5 separate regions of the Mus musculus genome follow, and all the other regions are linked to region 1. Evidence: chromatin contacts called from public ChIA-PET and promoter capture Hi-C data. All regions are on one chromosome and are shown on one strand. The core of a region is the stretch at or near the end of the contact, and the rest is flanking DNA. Distances in the headings are between cores, read along the strand shown.

Region 1 (3,326 bases), core at 337-2,836:
TTTGTTTGTTTGTTTAAGAAAGATTAACTGGGCACAGTGTTGCCCAGCTGCTCAGAAAGCTGAGACATGAAGATCCCTTGAGGCCAGAAGTTCTAAGCAGCCTGGACATGAAAGCAAGGTCATTTTTAAAAGAAAGGAAGTGTATCATAAAGATTAGATGTGGATGCAAAGCCTAAGCTATTTGCAATCTTAGCTTTTATAAGGTTTACTGAGCCCCGTTGTGCAGGAACCGTCTCTATTGTTCGGCTGGCGGGCATCACCATCCTAGAATGTTTTTAGGTATTATTATTATTTTCTTTAGTGTGTGTAGATTTAGATAGCCCGTGCTGAGAACATGTTCTGTGCTGAGAACATGGAGGACTGAAACTGGCATTTGCAAGAGGTTCAGAGGGTCTGGCTGCTGGAGTATGGAACTGTCAATCTATTTGCTAGTCAGTGATGCAGAACTCCAGATGGATTCTTTCTGGTCTCTGCCAACAGGTCCTTAGGAAACGATGTCCTTGACATGGGGAGATCAGGACAACTCGGCCACCTGTGGGATTTATACTTAGAAGGGATGGCCATCTCAAAGAGTCACAGGGACAATTTTCCTTCCTCGGTCCACCACATGCTGTAAGTTTGATGACTCGGTGGAGGGGGACAGGTAGGCTGAGCTCCCATTCAGGAGACACTGTCCTTCGAAAGTCCATTCTGGCCTTGGTACTAGCATCTCAATTTTCCAGGTAAGGAAACAGGACAGAACTGTGACCTGTCCAAGATCTAAATCTAAGTCCCCGTGTGTGTAGTCTACAGAGCAGCTTTACAATGCAAACTACCTCACGAAAGTCGGGCTTTCTGACATAGTGAGCAGCCCCACCCCTGCCTCACCTCGTAGAGACTCCTTCCAGTCCCCATTTCCGCTGCAGAACATTAATAGCTAACATTTGGGGATGCTTCTTGAATACCATCGCAGTGGCCACCAGCTCAGAAACTTATCAGCATTTACTATCACGCTCATTTTGGCTGCCACCAGCCAAAGTCTATTATTAGCGTTTATCTCCAACTAGTCACCCGCAGGCGCGAGTTACGTCAACGCCAAAAGCAGCTCGGGAATCTAGCTTCTTTGATTTGTTCTCGAATCACTGCACAACACAACTGATGTGGATCCGTAGGTCTCCTAGGATGACTAGCCTGGACTTGAGACTGGCAGCCATAGCCAGTCAGAACGACCGCAGCGGCGAATGCGGGGGTGGGGTGTGCGTGCGTGTGTGTGGGGAGGGGTGGTAGCGCTAGGGGCAGATCCGGGTCTCGAACTAGGGAGTAGCACCCCACGCAGGCGCAGTATGATCAGTTTCCATGGCCAAGCTCGCGAGAGGTGTGGTTTGCGCCTGAAGCGTTGTGGGCGGACTGAATCCATGTTGGGGGCTGGACGTGGGCGGGCAAATGAAAAAGCTCAGCCCAATGGAAAAGAAGGGATCAGGTGCCCGGGGCCACACAGGTCGCCGGGAATTTGGCGGCGTGAGCCTAGGGCGGAGTTTGAAAAGGAGGCAGAGCTCAGTGAGTAGGGACGGAAGGATTGGCCAGCGTCGGTGGCTGGGCGGGAGATGGGCGGAGGCTTGGAAGGGGCTGAGGGAGCCTGGTTAAACGGTAGGCGTCTGGGAAGGGGGTGGGGTCTGAAGGATTCTGATCGAAAGGGGCAGTCCTCGGAGCAGCGGGGCACGGGGAAAGCTCGGGGCGAGATCTGCGCGAGTGGAAGGCGCTGGTTCGGCCCTGCAGGAGGTGGAGTTGAGTGAGTCTTTAAAGGTGCTGCCGAGGCCGCGGCAGCCCGGTCTGGCGGACTAGAAAGGTGGGTGATTTTTCTGGGGAAATAGGCTGAAGCGGGCAGGTTGCAGAAGCCAAGCGTTCCGGGCGCAGATTAGAGGTATGAAAGGATGTGGGAAGTGGATGGGGGGGGGGCGGTGATTGGGTAGGGCAGGCCTAAGAAGAGCCTGATTGAGCCTGGGGTTACCTCGTTTAGTGAATAGGCAAAATGAGGAAAGAGAATCGGATAAAAGCAGCGAGGTCCAGGGGGACCGGACAGGACCAGGTTTCCTCTAGCAGAAGATGGCCTGGGGGGTGGGGGCGGTTTAGAAGGCTCGGGAATGGACCCGGTGAAGGCTGCGATCTAGACTAGGGGGCGGGGCCGAGGAAGGGACAGGGATGTGGGGTCCTCTGGACACTCCAGCTGCCTCACCAACTACACCTTTGCTAGAGCCTTTCCAGGAGCTGAGGCTCTTCAGCCATGACCTCCACCGGCCAAGATTCTTCTACTAGACAGCGAAAGAGTAGGCACAATCCCCAGTCACCCCTTCAGGAATCCAGCGCCACCTTGGTGAGGCCCCAGACCTGCCCTGATGGGGGGGGGGGGTGGAGGGTGAAGCCAGCCAGCCATGTCCAGACTCTGATTTTTCTGTCTGATTGGCAGAAGCGTGGTGGAAAGAAGTGTGCTGTACCCCACTCCAGCCCCAATCTAGCGGAGGTAAAGAAGAAAGGCAAAATGAAGAAGCTGAGCCAACCAGCTGAAGAGGACCTAGTTGTGGGGCTTCAAGGGCTGGTGAGAGAGACCTGGCTGCAACTTGGCCTTCTTTACCAAACAAAACAGTGATTCCCCCCCCTCCCCCCCCCCATCCAGGACCGATGGTATGAAGTGTTTTCTCTGATTGTAGTCCAGAGTGAATCTGGGTTTCTTTTCTTTGCCCCTGCAGGATCTGAACCCTGAGACAAGAGTGCCAGTTGGTACTGGATTGGTGTTTGATGAACAACTAAATGACTTCCATTGCCTTTGGGATGACAGGTGGGTGAGGCTGGCACCTCCAAATGATCCCCAAACTAGAACATTTCCACAAGTGCCCCTTTCTTCTCACAAACAAGAGTGAATTTTTGCTGCTTCTAGCCTGTAGTCTGGAAGCAGGTGATTTAGGGAGATGGGGATCATTCTTGAAAGATTTCTCTGTTAAGCCAATAAACAGTTATCAAGAGTCTCCTGTGTGCCGAGACTTAGTGATAGATGTGAGCAATAGAAAAGTCCCTTCTCCGCTGGCCGGTGAGTGTGCAGGGAGATCATTAAACCCCCAACAGCGGTATAAACTGTTCAATGAAGACCAAATGACTGGGCACTCCAGGTCTCTGTAGCCTAGGCAGCCTGGAACTCACTATGTAGTCTATGTCAGCCTCAAACCTTTGATAAGCCTCCTGTCTTAGCCTCTCGAGTGCTCAGATTTCCCAAACGAGCCACTACACTTGGCTAGACGTTAGATTGTTAGAGGGTCCTCGCCTAACTAGCAGGAGCCGTCCTTGAGAAGGAGACA
Region 2 (3,326 bases), core at 247-2,746, 250 kb after region 1:
GGGACAACACACCGTCTGACATCAACACGGTGCTAGTTTCTGAGGATGGCTTAGGGTTCTTGGACAGAGGTTGCCTGCGAGAGCCATTCTGGATCAACGGGATAACCAGCTCCTTGGGGGCTTCTGGAGGGTTCACACTTATGTCGGGAGAGAAAAAAGGTTGGGAAAGTAGACATGTCACAAAGCAGAAATATCAGGCCGGCAGTGGTGACGCATGACTTTAATTCCAGCAGCACTCAGGAGGCAGAAGCAGGAGGATCTCTGAGTTCAAGGCCTGCCCGATCTACAGGGTGAGTTCCAGGACAGCCAGGATGCAGAGGAACCCTGTCTTGACGCCCCCTCCAAAGAAAGAAAGTATAAATATCAAGATAGAAAGGAGGTTAGGAAACAAAGAAAATCAATTTCAATGGCCAGAAAGAAAGAAAGAAAGATCAATGCCCAGTCCTATGGACCATGTTCACAGGTTACTATTCACAGGTCCACTCGTTTTTTTTTTTTTTTTTTTTTTTTTGAGACATCTCACGATTTAGCTCAGGCTGGTCTTATAAACTCTCAGTCAGCCTGGTGCAATCCCCTAGTGCTGGAATTACAACCATGGATCTCTTTAAGTATGTCTTGTGGGAATCAGCCTTAGGCCTTCAACCACAATGGCCTAAAAATCACCATCTTTAGTCCAGATTCTTCCCGGTTCCGGGCCGGCAAGCTGCCTTTTACAAGTCCCCCACTTAGGCCTTTCGGACCTTTGTTTCTTACTTAATTATACTGCTGATGGCCTCCCCAGACTTGAATTTGCCTAGTTCTCCAAATCGGAGAAGCTCCCACAATTTCAGCTGAGACAGGAAGAATCCTGTCATTTTTCCCTCCTTTCCCTTTCTCAAAAGGCACACATACTCAAGTCCCAACGACATTTTTTCTGAGGAATCTATACCTCTGGTTCTCAGGCCCCATTTCACCCACCTAACAAACCTCCCTCTTCTTGCCCTTACATTCTTATGTTCTTCCTGTTTGTTTTTTAGTTGCCCAGGCTAGCGTTCAATTCCTGATCCTCCTGCGCCAGCCTCCCAGGTCCTGACTTATAGGCGTTTGCCGCCACTCCTGGTTACCTCCATAAATTTCCCGAGGCAGTGTTTCAGGCTTTCCAGGCCACTGTCACCAGGACAAACAACTCTTACTCTGCCCTCCTGCTTAAGCCCATTTCACAGATTTCCAAAACGCGAAAGACCCGGCGTTTCACCTCTGCAGCTTCCTCCCTTCCACGGTCGCCAAGAAATCTTTCTCCTCTGGGGCCTGTCTTTCGCTATCTCCGAGGTCTGCCAGTCGCCTCCGGACAGACGTGCGAGTGAACCCGAAAGAAATTGGAGCCATTGACGGGGCAGACGGCGGCGGACTCTCACGGCCCGCCATCTTCGCTCGAGTCACAGGCGAGCGCTCCGCTTGCTGGGAAGTTTAGCTCGAGCCGTGAGGGGCTGGCCGGGAAACGTAAGAATCAATCCCAGCATGCAACGCCTCAAAGACAAGTGCCTTGTAGCCGTGGGAAACAGGAATCAGGGCGCAGAAACTCTTTGAAACGTCATAGGAACGTGCCATACGGCATCCTGGGAAATGTAGTTCTCAGTGGTATAGCCGCTGTGGAAGATTGATTAGGTTATTCCTCGGTATTCAACCGCTATGAATTCAGTTCTAGAGTATCCTATACCCTTTCCCGACATCCTCAGGCACCATGCACGCATGTGATGCACGAACATAAATTCAGGCAAAATGTTTATATACACAAAACAAAATAAATAAAACTCATAATGTGCTTCCACAATGTGAACCTTACTGATAGAGGCTGGAGGCTTCCAGGGCTAGGTCTACTTTAGCAGATGAAAGCAGTAAACCATGGAGACAACAATTACATCAGGCAAATAAAAGTTACATTTACTGCCGGGCAGTGGTGGCGCACACCTTTAATCCCAGCACTTGGGAGGCAGAGGCAGGCGTTCAGGACAGCCAGGGGTACACAGAGAGACCTTGTCTCGAACCCCCCCCCCCAAAAAAAAAAGTTTCATTTACACAAGATGACTTAATGGGTAATAGTGTCTGCTACAAAAGCTGAAGACCTGAGTTCTTGAAGATCCTACATAGTAAAAAGATAGAGTTAGCCACTAGTTGCCTCTGACGGCACCACAAGTGCCATGCTATGCATGAACACATATACATGTAAACATGAACAAATGAATAAAATATGAAAACAAATTTTATCTAATTATATGTAAAGTGAATAACTGTGCAGTGGCTGGTTTTGTGTGTCAACTTGAGACAAGCTGGAGTAGTCAGAGAGGAAGGAGTCTCAGTTGAGGAAATGCTTTTTTTTAAAAAAAGATTTATTTATCTATTATTATCTGTAGCTGTTTTCAGACACTCCAGAAGAGGGAGTCAGATTTCATTATAGATGGTTGTGAGCCACCATGTGGTTCCTGGGATTTGAACTCAGGACCCATTTGGAAGAGTAGTCAATGCTTTTAACCACTGAACCATCTTGCCAGCCCCGAGGAAATGCTTCTATAAAATCCAGCTATAGGGCATTTTCTCAATTAGTGATTAATAGAGGAGGGCCTAGCCCATTTGGGTGGTGTTATCCCTGGGCTGGTGGTCCTGGGTGCTGTAACAAAGCAGGTTGAGCATGCCACAGGGAGCAAGCCAGTAAGCAGTACCCATCCAGGTTCCTGCCGTGTTTGAGTTCTTGTCCTTCAATGATGAACAGTGATGTGAAAGTGTAAGCCAAATAAAACCTTTTCCTCCCCAACTTGCTTTTTGGTTATGGTGTTTCATTGAAGCAATAAAACCTTGACTAATATACGTAGAGAATGCAATAGAAAAATATCCATAGTGCTGGAGAGATGGCTCAGCAGTTAAAAGCACTGACTGCTCTTCTGAAGGTCCTGAGTTCAAATCCCAGCAACCACATGGTGGCTCACAACCATCTGTAATGAGATCTGATGACCTCTTCTGGTGTGTCTGAAGACAGTACTTACATATAATAAATAAATAATTAAATAAATCCATAAAGCTATAGGAAAAAGATTTTTTCAGACCACAAACTCTCAGTGTGGCTAAGCTCTTTAGGTACCTTCATCACCATACTGTGTTTAACTAGGGTTGTTTATATGAGCTGCTTACTTGAGCAAGGGCAGTTTATGGCAGCCACATCACTGAGGAATGTAACACCTACCAACCATTAACTGCCTATAGTTCCCAAGGGAGGATGGGGCCTAATGTGCTCTTCCCCCATCCATGATGGGTTGATAAGTTGTTTTGTGCATGTGAGTTCAGGAGTACAACAG
Region 3 (3,326 bases), core at 245-2,744, 230 kb before region 1:
TAAATATAGAAAAAGATTTGAACTCCCCCGCTGGCTGTGGTAATGTCCATTTTTAATCTTAGCAGTCTGGAGGAAGAGAGTTCCAGGCCAGCTTAGTCTACATGGAGAGTCTCAGGTCAGCCAGAACTTCATAGTGAAAACCTATCTCATTTTTTTCTCAAAGAGCTTAAGACACTGGGCTGGGGTGGCCACACACCTTTAATCCCCACACTCAGGAGACAGAGACAGTAGGATATCTGTGAGTTTGAAGCCAACTTGGTCTTCAGAGTTCCAGGACAGCCAGTGCTACATAGAGAAACCCTGTCTTGAAAAAACAAACAAATAAGCAAATAAATAAACAAAAAGCATAAGATGTGTTCAACGATCTAACTCATATTTAACAAACACATATTTTTATTGTGACTGAAGTGCTGTGGACCTCCTGTATACTAGACATATGCTCTATCAATGAGATAAACCAGATAGAGCTTATAACAGGGCTGACCTCAACAAACTGTAATGATTAAGTAAAACAAAGACAATGTAGGGTCGGGCAGTGGTGGCACACGCCTTTAGTCCCAGCACTTGGGAGGCAGAGGCAGGTGGATTTCTGAGTTCGAGGCCAGCCTGGTCTACAGAGTGAGTTCCAGGACAGCCAGGGCTATACAGAGAAACCCTGTCTCGAAAAAACAAAACAAAACAAAACAAAACAAAGACAATGTAGGTCCAGCACTTTTGAGACAGAGTCTGAAGGTTAGCCTGAACTATATGAAAATGTCACAAAAAATAACAACAACAAAAAAACCTGGAAAAAAAGTTTAGGAAAGAAGTAGGACCTTCAGAAAGCATACAATGTTTGTTTTTTGGTAAATTACTTAAGGAAGTATAAACAAGGATTTAGACGTGTGTAAAACTTTATCCTTGAATATAAGTGTAAATTAAGAGATTGGGAGGTGGGCATGGAGAAGGTGGCACACACCTGGAAGTTCTTGGAAGTCTGAGGTTAAAAAAAAAACTGAAGTTCAAATTATCTCTGGGAAATTAGTGAGATTCTGTTTAGAAAGAAAGGAAGAAAGGAAGAAAGGAAAAAAACTAAACAAAAAAATCTTTAGAGTACTATTTTCCCCCTTCAGGATATTAATTCGAAGGGAAGTATTTGAAACCGATGACATCATCTGTCACCAAAGGCACGTGGCAATTCAAAGCCGGTTCTGGAACGTTTATGTCAGCACGCTGTGGCCTCCTTGCCTCCCTCTTGTCTCTCTCAAGCTCGTCCGTTTAACGCGGCGGTTCATGAATCCGGAAGTAAACTGCCAAAACAACGGCGCCACGGACCGGGCCAGGCAGGACCTGGACAGGCACTTACACACAGGCAGTAAAAAGTAAAATTCTCCACTCTGGGAGGCGGGGTTCCAGGCAAGAGCACTCTAGGCGCATGCTCAGATGCGACCTCCAGCCCAAGCCAGGTGGGAGGGGCAGGGTCCTACAGCACCTCTGCGCCTGCGCTCTGGTGCAAGGTGGGGCCGCGGGCGCCCGCACTGTTGGGTGTACGTTAGGGTACGGGTAACTATCGGTTATCACCTGGACAGAGACGACAGCGGCGGGATGGCAACCACCTCCGCGGCCTCGGACTCGGCGTGCTCGGCAGCGCCCCCGCCCGTCGGAGGTGCCCAGGCGGCCGCGGCGGTTGAGGAGGAGGAGCGTGAGGTGGTACGGGTCCGAGTCAAGGTGAGGCTAGCCTGCTTGGGCGCCCAGTGGACGAAAAGACCGTAACTGTCCTAGGATAGAGCATCAGACCTGAAATTTGGGGCGTGACTTGGAGACTGGGGGCGAGGCTGGAGAGCGGAATTGATAGAATGAAGGCGTGGGTTTTGGGGACTTGTCGTTGGGTGTGGAACTGTAGAGGAGACAGGGCCAATGGAGTGGATGGGTGGAGCCTACGGGTAGAGAGGTGGGTTGTAGGGTTACCGGAGGGGCCTCTGGAGTCCAGAGGAAGGAAGGAGGTGCTGTCGCTGTCAGAAGGGATAGTCCTAAAGTCAGTCAACAAATAGCTATTGAGAGTTCACTTTTGTCCATGTCCCACCCCTGAGCCCACGTGCTTGTGGGAGGGGGACAAAAACAATTAAATGAGATATTTTGAACATTGGTGAATATCAGGAGAAAGTGATAGGAAAGGTTAGGATCTCTAGGGAGTTACTTTACCCAAAGCTGTATAGGAAAATCCCCTAAAGAGGACTCAAGTCACAGAGACCTGGATAATAATAATAATAACAAAATGTTAGCATATGCATTTAGGATGGGAGAAGAGTTCTAGGTAGAGGGAACACCTAGATGAGTGTGGTATGTTCCTGTAGGTTCCCATATTGTTGGAGAAGGAAGCCTGGGGGCAAAAGTAATAGACAATCAGGAGGGAGAAGGGCACATAGGACAGCTTGTGACATATAACACACTCTGAGGAAGGAACCCGTTGTGATACCTGCAAGCAGTGACCGGTGGCTCAGACTGGAGTGCCAGAGATCACTTTTGGGGTGTTAGCGCTCTAAGGCAAAGGTTTTAGTAAGCCAGATGAAGTGGGAAGGATGTTCACTCTGAGAGAGGTCAGCACACAGAAGTCTGGAAAGCATGTACTCAAAGGAACTCTCAACAGTTTGATACCAGTAGAGCCATAAATACATCTCAGAGTGGAGGGAGGGCTAGCTCCAGCACCTAGGTTTGCTGTTGAAGAAGGATCTGAGCAACAAACAGTGTTACAGGGAGATTTGCACTATGGGGGGTGGGGGGGAGTCACTGATTTGATTGTGTCAAGCTGGACATGGTGATTCTGGCAACCATATTTAAGGGACTCTGGAAGGACTGGACACCTGGACTACTGCATTAGCCTTCGTTCCTGCCAGTCTGCTTTGGCAGAGCAAACATGGACCCTGTAAATTCAAAGGACATATCATCTTTTCTCTGCGCAGAGACTTCCTGTGACTTCCCCTCGCCCAGAACAAAAACCAAGAACATCTCACCTAAAACCTGGTCCCTCCCCTGTCTTCGACTCCTGCCTTCTGCCACTCTTTACCTTACCCACCCTTTCCACACGGTGATGTGCCCCCTCATGGCCTCCCCCTGTCCTCTTTCCACAGAAATGTGAGAGCTTCTTGTCCCCTGAGTTCCGCTCTTTTGCGGTGGATCCTCAGATCACCTCGCTGGACGTGTTGCAGCACATCCTCATCCGAGCCTTTGACTTAAATGGGTGAGTGGGAAGATGAAGCAGGGCGCTCATCTTAAAAGTCACTGCCAGGTTTCTGGGGTTTGGTTTTGTTGTTTGGCTGCTTTTTTTTCCAAATAATTCCACAGTGAAT
Region 4 (3,326 bases), core at 345-2,844, 230 kb after region 1:
CCCAGTGTCCTCTCTGAAGTCCTACAACTTCTGTCCCCCAAATCATTTCTTCTTCCTCACCACTTGGTCTATTTTGTTTTGAGATAGGGTCTTGCTATGTATCCCTGGCTGTCCTGGTACTCCCTATGTAGCACAGGCTGGCCTTCAATTCCCAGCAGTCCTCCAGCCTCCACTTCCTGAGGGATGGGATTATAGGCGTATGCCACCACGCCTGGCTTCCTCCCCATTTTGATACTTTTCTTTGCCAGACTGTAAAAAACAAAAACAAGTGGAGGATACCTCAGAGTATCTGTTTAAACCAAGACCACAGGCAGAACGTATCCCGGCCCATAATGACAAAAAGCCTCATAACAGGCACAAACACCAAGCATGGGGTAATGGGGTAGGGAATATCCCATGGTACCTCCTCCCCCCTCCCAGCCATTCTTAGCTCTAATGTTTGATATGACCTCAAACCTCTCTACAAGCTATTCATCTGCACACCGGCACCCAACTCCACCTGTCAATAAATAGTGGAACAAAAGCTAAGGTTTCAAAAAAAAAAAAAAAAAAAACAAAAAAAAAAAAAAAAAGCTAAGGTTTCCTGCATCTTCACTGCCGTGAATGGCCCATCACCCACAGAACTGCCCTCCTCAAGCCCTTCTAACTTTACCTGGAGGCTTATTCGCCTCCAGGGTATCTCATTTACATCCTCCCATGCAGCATACTTTCCCCAAACCCTTCTCTCATATGACCAACTCTCAAGGCAAAGGCAAGCCTGAGAACCCCCTCCACTCCCTCTACTTAAGTCCTAAAGACCAATCCACACCCTACCCCACACCCGAGGCATTACTCTGACATTCCAAATTCTTCACATGTGACACATTCCATTCCCTATACTGTCTACCCACGACCCCTAAGCTTACACAATGTTACTCATGAGTCCCCTCCCCCTAAAATTTGTCCCTTTTGTCTCCATGCTATCTCTTGAAGGTTCTGCCCTAGGGCACGCTAGCCCCACCCCCTCCCAAAAAAAAAACCCATATCCTGCCTAGGAAAACCTCAACCTACCAATGCTGCTGCTGCTGCTGCTCTGACTCCCTCCCCTAAACATTCCTGCCCTAAAAACCTCGTCCTTTTTTCAAATCCCATCTCTTCCAAGACCTCTCTTCAGGCACACCTATCAGCTAAGATCGCAAATCTACTTTTCTCGCGTAAAACTTGGGTCTTGCTTCTACATGAGCCATACTCTGGAGAGCACTAGCTTCCAAGAGCCCTTTTTAAATCTATGCTCCAAATGCCCACACTAACGAAGAACCCTAATTGAAACGCCTCACCCTCTCCCAAAAGCCATGATCCTTTCCAAGACAGCACCGACTCAAGCCCCCATATCCCCAGCCATCCATCACCTGTCAAGACCTCTAGTAGAAACACCCAACCCATGACCGTGACCAACCCTTGGATCTTGCTCCAGATGCGCGTCACCTCTGCCGACTTGATCACCCCTCCCCGACCCCTGCCCTAGCCGTTGGTGCCGCCTGCGGCACAAATTTCTGACCTCCCGGGCTTTGGTGCCCAGCTCTGCTGTTTACATCAGGTCTTACTTCCGGAGGAGGGAGTCTGTGAACGGAAGTGACTCATTCTGGGCAGAGACTCCAGCCAGGGCTCTTCTCACCCACTTGGCGGACCTGTGGAGCATCCCGAGCAGTAGTAGAGTCCTCCGAGGGAAGTTCCGGAAAAAGAATGAGGGCGGATTAGGGGACTGGAGGCACAAAAGACTGCCCAAAGGCAGGACTGTCTAAGGGAACCCGGGAAAGGGCTTGCCCCCACCCCCAAACGGAAGCGGGCCAAGCATTGAACTCGTTAACTCACGGAGAGATAGAGGGGCAAACCTCCCAGGCTAACGAGTTCTCCGAGTTGGGCTAGAGTGGCTATCAATGTTTGTTTACCTTGTGGCTCTGGGTGCTCCTGGCTGGAATAAAAGATCTTGAAAGTTGAGATCAGCTTGAGTAGGGGAAAGATAAGAGTGGAATTTTACTTTCTTTTCCCCACCCTATTCCTAGCTCTTTACAAAAAGATCCTTTGTTACCGTAAAATGTGAGTGCTCCGGGCGTGATTGCTCACACACCTGTAGTGCTAGTAGTTGGCGAGGGACAGTCGAGGTTGTCTTGGGCTACATGAGGTCCTGTCTTTTTTAACAAAAGCTACAAACAGAGAATGCTTACATGGAAACACAAAAGGCCCCAAATTGCACACTGGAAATATTAGAGTGTTGAGATAAGTGCAATATGCACGACAGTTGTGAGAAATAATAAACGAGTTAGTACTGGCTGTTGAAACAGGATCGGAGGGTTTGTGCCATCCTGAGTTACAAAAAAAAGTCAATAAAAGGGAAAGAAGAATGGGGAACTACCTTGCATTTACCATAATCAGAGCCATAATAGTTAACACTCTGCTTCTGTCTTTACTTATTTTAATTTTTATGTTTTTTTTTATTTTTTTCGAGACAGGGTTTCTCTGTATAGCCCTGGCTGTCCTGGAACTCACTCTGTAGACCAGGCTGGCCTCAAACTCAGAAATCCACCTGCCTCAGCCTCCCAAGTGCTGGGATTAAAGGTGTGCGCCACCACAGCCTGGCCTAAAGACCTTTAGTCTTAATCACCCCTTCCTTTCTATAGTCCCTCCTCTATACTGACCTCCATACTTAATCCTTCTGTTGTAGTTTCCCCTGTTATCCCTTTATATGATTCTATTCTATATCCCATATCCTTAGAAGATTCCCTCCTCCCGGCTACTGTACCATTCTTTAGCTGTGCATCCACAGGCAAGTTGCTGAATCCCACTGAGCCCTGGCTTCCTTACCTATCAAATGTGTTAAACAATAATCACAGCCAACACTCCCTTTCTTTGACTGTTTCCATTTCTCTGTGTGTGTGTATACATGTGGTGCATGTGTGTGTATGTATCATTTTGCATGTGTGTGTAGGCACACATGCATGAGTATGTATACATGTGGGGGCCCAGTGTTGACATTGGGAACCATTCTCAGTCACCCTTGTATTTTGTTCATTGAGGTGAAGGCTTTATTAATGAAAGGAGAAGTATCAGCTCAGGACCCAAGACCAAGTTCTCAGCAAAAAAGATTTATTTATCCCAGAGGGGCAGAGGGCAGGGAATAAGAGACAAAGACAAGAGATAGAGGAGGGAGGAGCAGGGGAAATGGACCAAGGAGAAAGCCAGACAGGCGTTGCATATAGGAAAAAGGAGGTCTATAAAGGTAAAAGGGGAAACCCCATGTTAGGATGAGGTGTTTCATTTTAACTGGGCCTGTTAATTAGGGGAGCCAA
Region 5 (3,326 bases), core at 332-2,831, 210 kb after region 1:
TATCTGAATTATTTTCCTAATTTTTCATTTCTCTTGTCCCTGGTTATAAACATCCATTTTCCCAGCTGTCTGTAGTGGTACACACCTTTAATCCCAGCACTCAGGAAGCAGAGGCAGGCAGATTTCTGTTAGTTTGAGGCCAACCTCGTCTACAAAAAAGTCCAGGACAGCCAGGGCTCTGTTCCACAGAGAAACCATGTCTTGAAAAACAAAAACTTAAGAAAAAAAATCCATTTCCCAACATGCTTGGTGGCCTCCTGCAAGGGGGGTGGGGAGGGGTCCATGGCTGCCAAGAGGATGTCAGCTTGCTCCTTGCCTCCACTAGCAGTCCAAAGGAGGGAGAAGGGAGGAAGGAGATGGAAAGGGCCTTTGTGTTCCACACATACATTTCATAACCCGGAAGAAAGGTGGGCACCTGGGGCAGCAGGCCTTGATAACATGTGACTGGGGGAACTCTTCTCTAGGCTCTCCTCCCCAACAGGGAACACCCCTAAAACCCTCCCTGTTCATACATGGCAGCGGCTGCTATAGGGGTTAGGTTTGGGTTCTGAGGTCACAAAATAGATTGTCTTACCTGGAGTACAGCATGTTTGGTATGTGCCCAAGACAAGCTTAGGGCCCAGGTAGGGTTGTGTTGAAGGGCATTAGAGGGACTTAGAGTTTTCAATTTATTTCCCTGTCTGCTTCGCTCCAGGCTAGAAATGTTAACAGGGAGAACATGGATAAAGTTGAGTCTTCGTATTCTTTCTCCTTTCAGGAGTAGCCAGTGGCTCCTCTAGCGCAGGGCCCAGTCTAGTACTCTGGTTCTGCTCCTTCTTATGGTTGTTTTTGTTTCTTTGTTTGTTTGTTTCTGTGTAGCCCTGGCTGTCCTGGAACTAGTTCTGTAGACCAGGCTGGTCTCGAACTCAGAGCTGCCTGCCTCTGCCTCCTGAGTGCTGGGATTAAAGGAAGGTGTGTCCCACCCCAGCTGGCTCTTTCCTGTGCCTTTACATTAGTATGTTCTCAGTCAGGCCTCCCATTTCTACCATGGCTCAGAGCTCAGCGGAGGCTGGCTCTGTGCCGCCCCTCAGGTTGTAGGGTATAGATGATGGTGTTTCCTAGGTTTATTTGTTCCTGGAGTACAGAAGGTGGGAGTGTCTTAAGATCTGGTCTCTCCTTAGAAAGGTCAACTTCTCTCTGCAGCTTAGAAAATCATCATCCTAATTATGGGAGAAATTGATCCAAGATATGTGTGTGTGTGTGTGTGTGTGTGTGTGTCCATGTCTATGTCTGTTTGTCTATTTCACAGTTTCCTAGCCCCCATGTCCCGGGGTGTAGGCAGGCTCCAGTGGCCTGGGGATTTGGGCAGTGGCTCCTCCCACAATTCTTAGAGCTTATTGGCCAGTTATCTCTTAGATATCCGCAGTGAGGAAAGCATTCTATGCTTTCTCCTTGACCATATTGGGCTCCCCGAGGCACCTGGTCCCCCAGACTGCCTTCCCAGGGGTGACCCTAGCCCTGGAAGCGGGCAGGTAAGGGTTAAAAGGTGTGGGCCAACCCCATCCTGTCCAGGTAGGTTGGGCCTTTACCTAGTGGGAGGTAGCCAAGACAGCAGTCACTGCTGTTCACTTGTACTGCCAGGAAAGCTAGGGCCTGGACGAGACAACTGTTCTTTTGGAAATATTTGAGGCTGCCATCCAGCACTAGGGCATTGGTGAGTACCAGCGAGCAATGGGGCAGGGCCGTGAGATAGGGTAATGGCACAGGAACTGAGGAAGTTCCCTTCTAGAGATCCAGATCTGAGGAAGGAGGACCCTGAGAATATAGGGTAGCGATAGGAGGGGTGGTGTTCAGTATGGGAGGATCAGGGGACCAGGGCAAAGCCTCACGTGTCCATTTTCCTTTCTTGATATCAAAATAATTCTTGGTTGGAAAATGGAGGAGGAAGGACGGGGCAGAGACTCAGCCTTCTCTTCTCGGCCCCTCTCCCCCTTTTTATCAGGACTAGTGCCTCAGAGAAGACGAGCTGAACCGATTAGATACCACTGTTGTTCAGGCATCTGTATCTGCTTGTCCCTCTGTTTGTTTGTTCAGCCAGAGTAATTGAAGGGGGTGTGCTGTATGTTTGGGGGAGCAATGGGGATCAGGTCCAGACTCTGTGTGCATTTGCTCAAGTGGTGGCAGGATGTGGAAATGGGGCTCTCATTGACAGTGTTGGAGTGCCACCCAGGTGAAGTATCTTGGTTGTAAACAGTCATTACAGCCAGGAATTTTTCTCAGCCGTGGTGTCAGAAGGGCAGACCTGAAAAACCTGCTGGGCCTGCCTCTGTGTGTGTGTGTTTCCCCGCATGTGCCCTCTGTAGCTCGCTTGCTGCAACCTAAGCCCGTAACAGGACCACAGAATGACAAGGCAAAGCTCTGGTGTGGGCAGGAGGGTCTCAGAGGTTCATATGAGGGCATGGTAGTGATGCTGGAATGTGGTAGATTGCCTTCTTACTATCTCTGTCTGATGTCAGGCAGTCTGAAGTTCCAAGTGTACAGAACATGGAAGAGTAGAAGCAAAGGTTCCTGAGTCAGGTATGGAGGTGTGGGGCGTTGATCCATGTCTAGCCTGCCTAGTGACCCAATGACTCATGCCATAACTATGTCCCTGAGGTCAGACTGATGGGGTGGAGTCGGGGTTCCTGACTGGACCCTGTGTCGACTCCGGGATACTCTAATTTTCTAAAGAAGGAAGGACGGAGGCCCTCTGATGTGAAACATGAGACAATGTTGGTGAACGGGTAAATGGACCCAAGGTGGGAGGAGTTAGCTTTCTGTTGGGGTGGAGAAGGGTTCAGGCAAGCCTTGTGAAAGTTTTCCGAATTAAAATGGGTCCTGGGAAAGTAGAAGTTTCGGGGGCTGAGGGACCGAGGAGGCTGAGGTGGGACACTAAAGACACCCTACCATGCCGAAAGTGCTGGACCTCAGATGGGTGGGCTTGTGAGACCCCCTGCAGTGTACAAACTTTCTGTACAAAAGGCTTATGGGATTGCCTAACCATTGCAGTGGAGGATAGTCCATGAGTCCTTTGAGGGAGGGATACAGACTCTGTGGGACAAGCAGAAGACTGTAGAGAAAACTGGGGGGCGGGGGTACCTTGTAGACAGTCTGAGCACACCCTATAGTGTGAAAATGGGGAAGGGGCTTCTCCTTGGCGTTCTTGGTTTTCTGGGTCTGCTCTACCACATCATGACAAGCTGTGGATTTCAAGGGGTCGGGGGGGGGGGGTGTTAAAACGAGAACTCTGCTGTCTCTGATAGGCCTTCCTAGTCACCTGCCTTAGAGGCTAGGACAGGTGGTGGGAG

Evidence for each region. ChIA-PET counts read pairs in DNA pulled down with a chosen protein or histone mark. Capture Hi-C pulls out chosen DNA fragments and counts their contacts.
Region 2: an RNA polymerase II ChIA-PET map of memory CD8 T cells shows a contact between it and region 1, with 24 read pairs. The contact joins the promoter of Gpkow here to the promoter of Hdac6 in region 1. A contact is called at or near these places in 1 of 115 datasets of contacts at active chromatin or transcription factors (memory CD8 T cells) and 1 of 9 other capture datasets (adipose tissue).
Region 3: a contact with region 1 is called in a promoter capture Hi-C map of adipose tissue. The contact joins the promoter of Tbc1d25 here to the promoter of Hdac6 in region 1. A contact is called at or near these places in 2 of 115 datasets of contacts at active chromatin or transcription factors (embryonic stem cells and memory CD8 T cells) and 3 of 9 other capture datasets (adipose tissue, liver and pancreatic islet).
Region 4: a promoter capture Hi-C map of liver shows a contact between it and region 1. The contact joins the promoter of Wdr45 here to the promoter of Hdac6 in region 1. A contact is called at or near these places in 1 of 39 promoter capture datasets (liver), 2 of 484 Hi-C or Micro-C datasets (CD8 T cells and uterus), 1 of 115 datasets of contacts at active chromatin or transcription factors (embryonic stem cells) and 2 of 9 other capture datasets (adipose tissue and liver).
Region 5: a contact with region 1 is called in a promoter capture Hi-C map of liver. The contact joins the promoter of Ccdc120 here to the promoter of Hdac6 in region 1. A contact is called at or near these places in 1 of 39 promoter capture datasets (liver), 1 of 484 Hi-C or Micro-C datasets (CD8 T cells) and 2 of 9 other capture datasets (adipose tissue and liver).

Annotation. Positions count from the first base shown.
Region 1 is chrX:7,946,149-7,949,474 of GRCm38.p6, reverse strand. It overlaps Hdac6 (histone deacetylase 6), which reads left to right and starts at 1,586. Exons shown (of 29, transcript NM_001130416.1): 1 at 1,586-1,825; 2 at 2,231-2,350; 3 at 2,444-2,572; 4 at 2,724-2,812. The coding sequence starts at 2,261. Gm39488 (a long non-coding RNA gene) reads right to left here and starts at 1,330. Exons shown (of 4, transcript XR_878039.3): 1 at 868-1,330.
Region 2 is chrX:7,695,304-7,698,629 of GRCm38.p6, reverse strand. It overlaps Gpkow (G patch domain and KOW motifs), which reads right to left and starts at 1,496. Exons shown (of 11, transcript NM_173747.3): 1 at 1,235-1,496; 2 at 1-137. The coding sequence starts at 1,404.
Region 3 is chrX:8,174,092-8,177,417 of GRCm38.p6, reverse strand. Tbc1d25 (TBC1 domain family, member 25) reads left to right here and starts at 1,494. Exons shown (of 6, transcript NM_172478.4): 1 at 1,494-1,707; 2 at 3,108-3,217. The coding sequence starts at 1,585.
Region 4 is chrX:7,720,488-7,723,813 of GRCm38.p6, reverse strand. Wdr45 (WD repeat domain 45) reads right to left here and starts at 1,594. Exons shown (of 11, transcript NM_001290792.1): 1 at 1,436-1,594.
Region 5 is chrX:7,739,579-7,742,904 of GRCm38.p6, reverse strand. It overlaps Ccdc120 (coiled-coil domain containing 120), which reads left to right and starts at 1,581. Exons shown (of 10, transcript NM_207202.2): 1 at 1,581-1,693.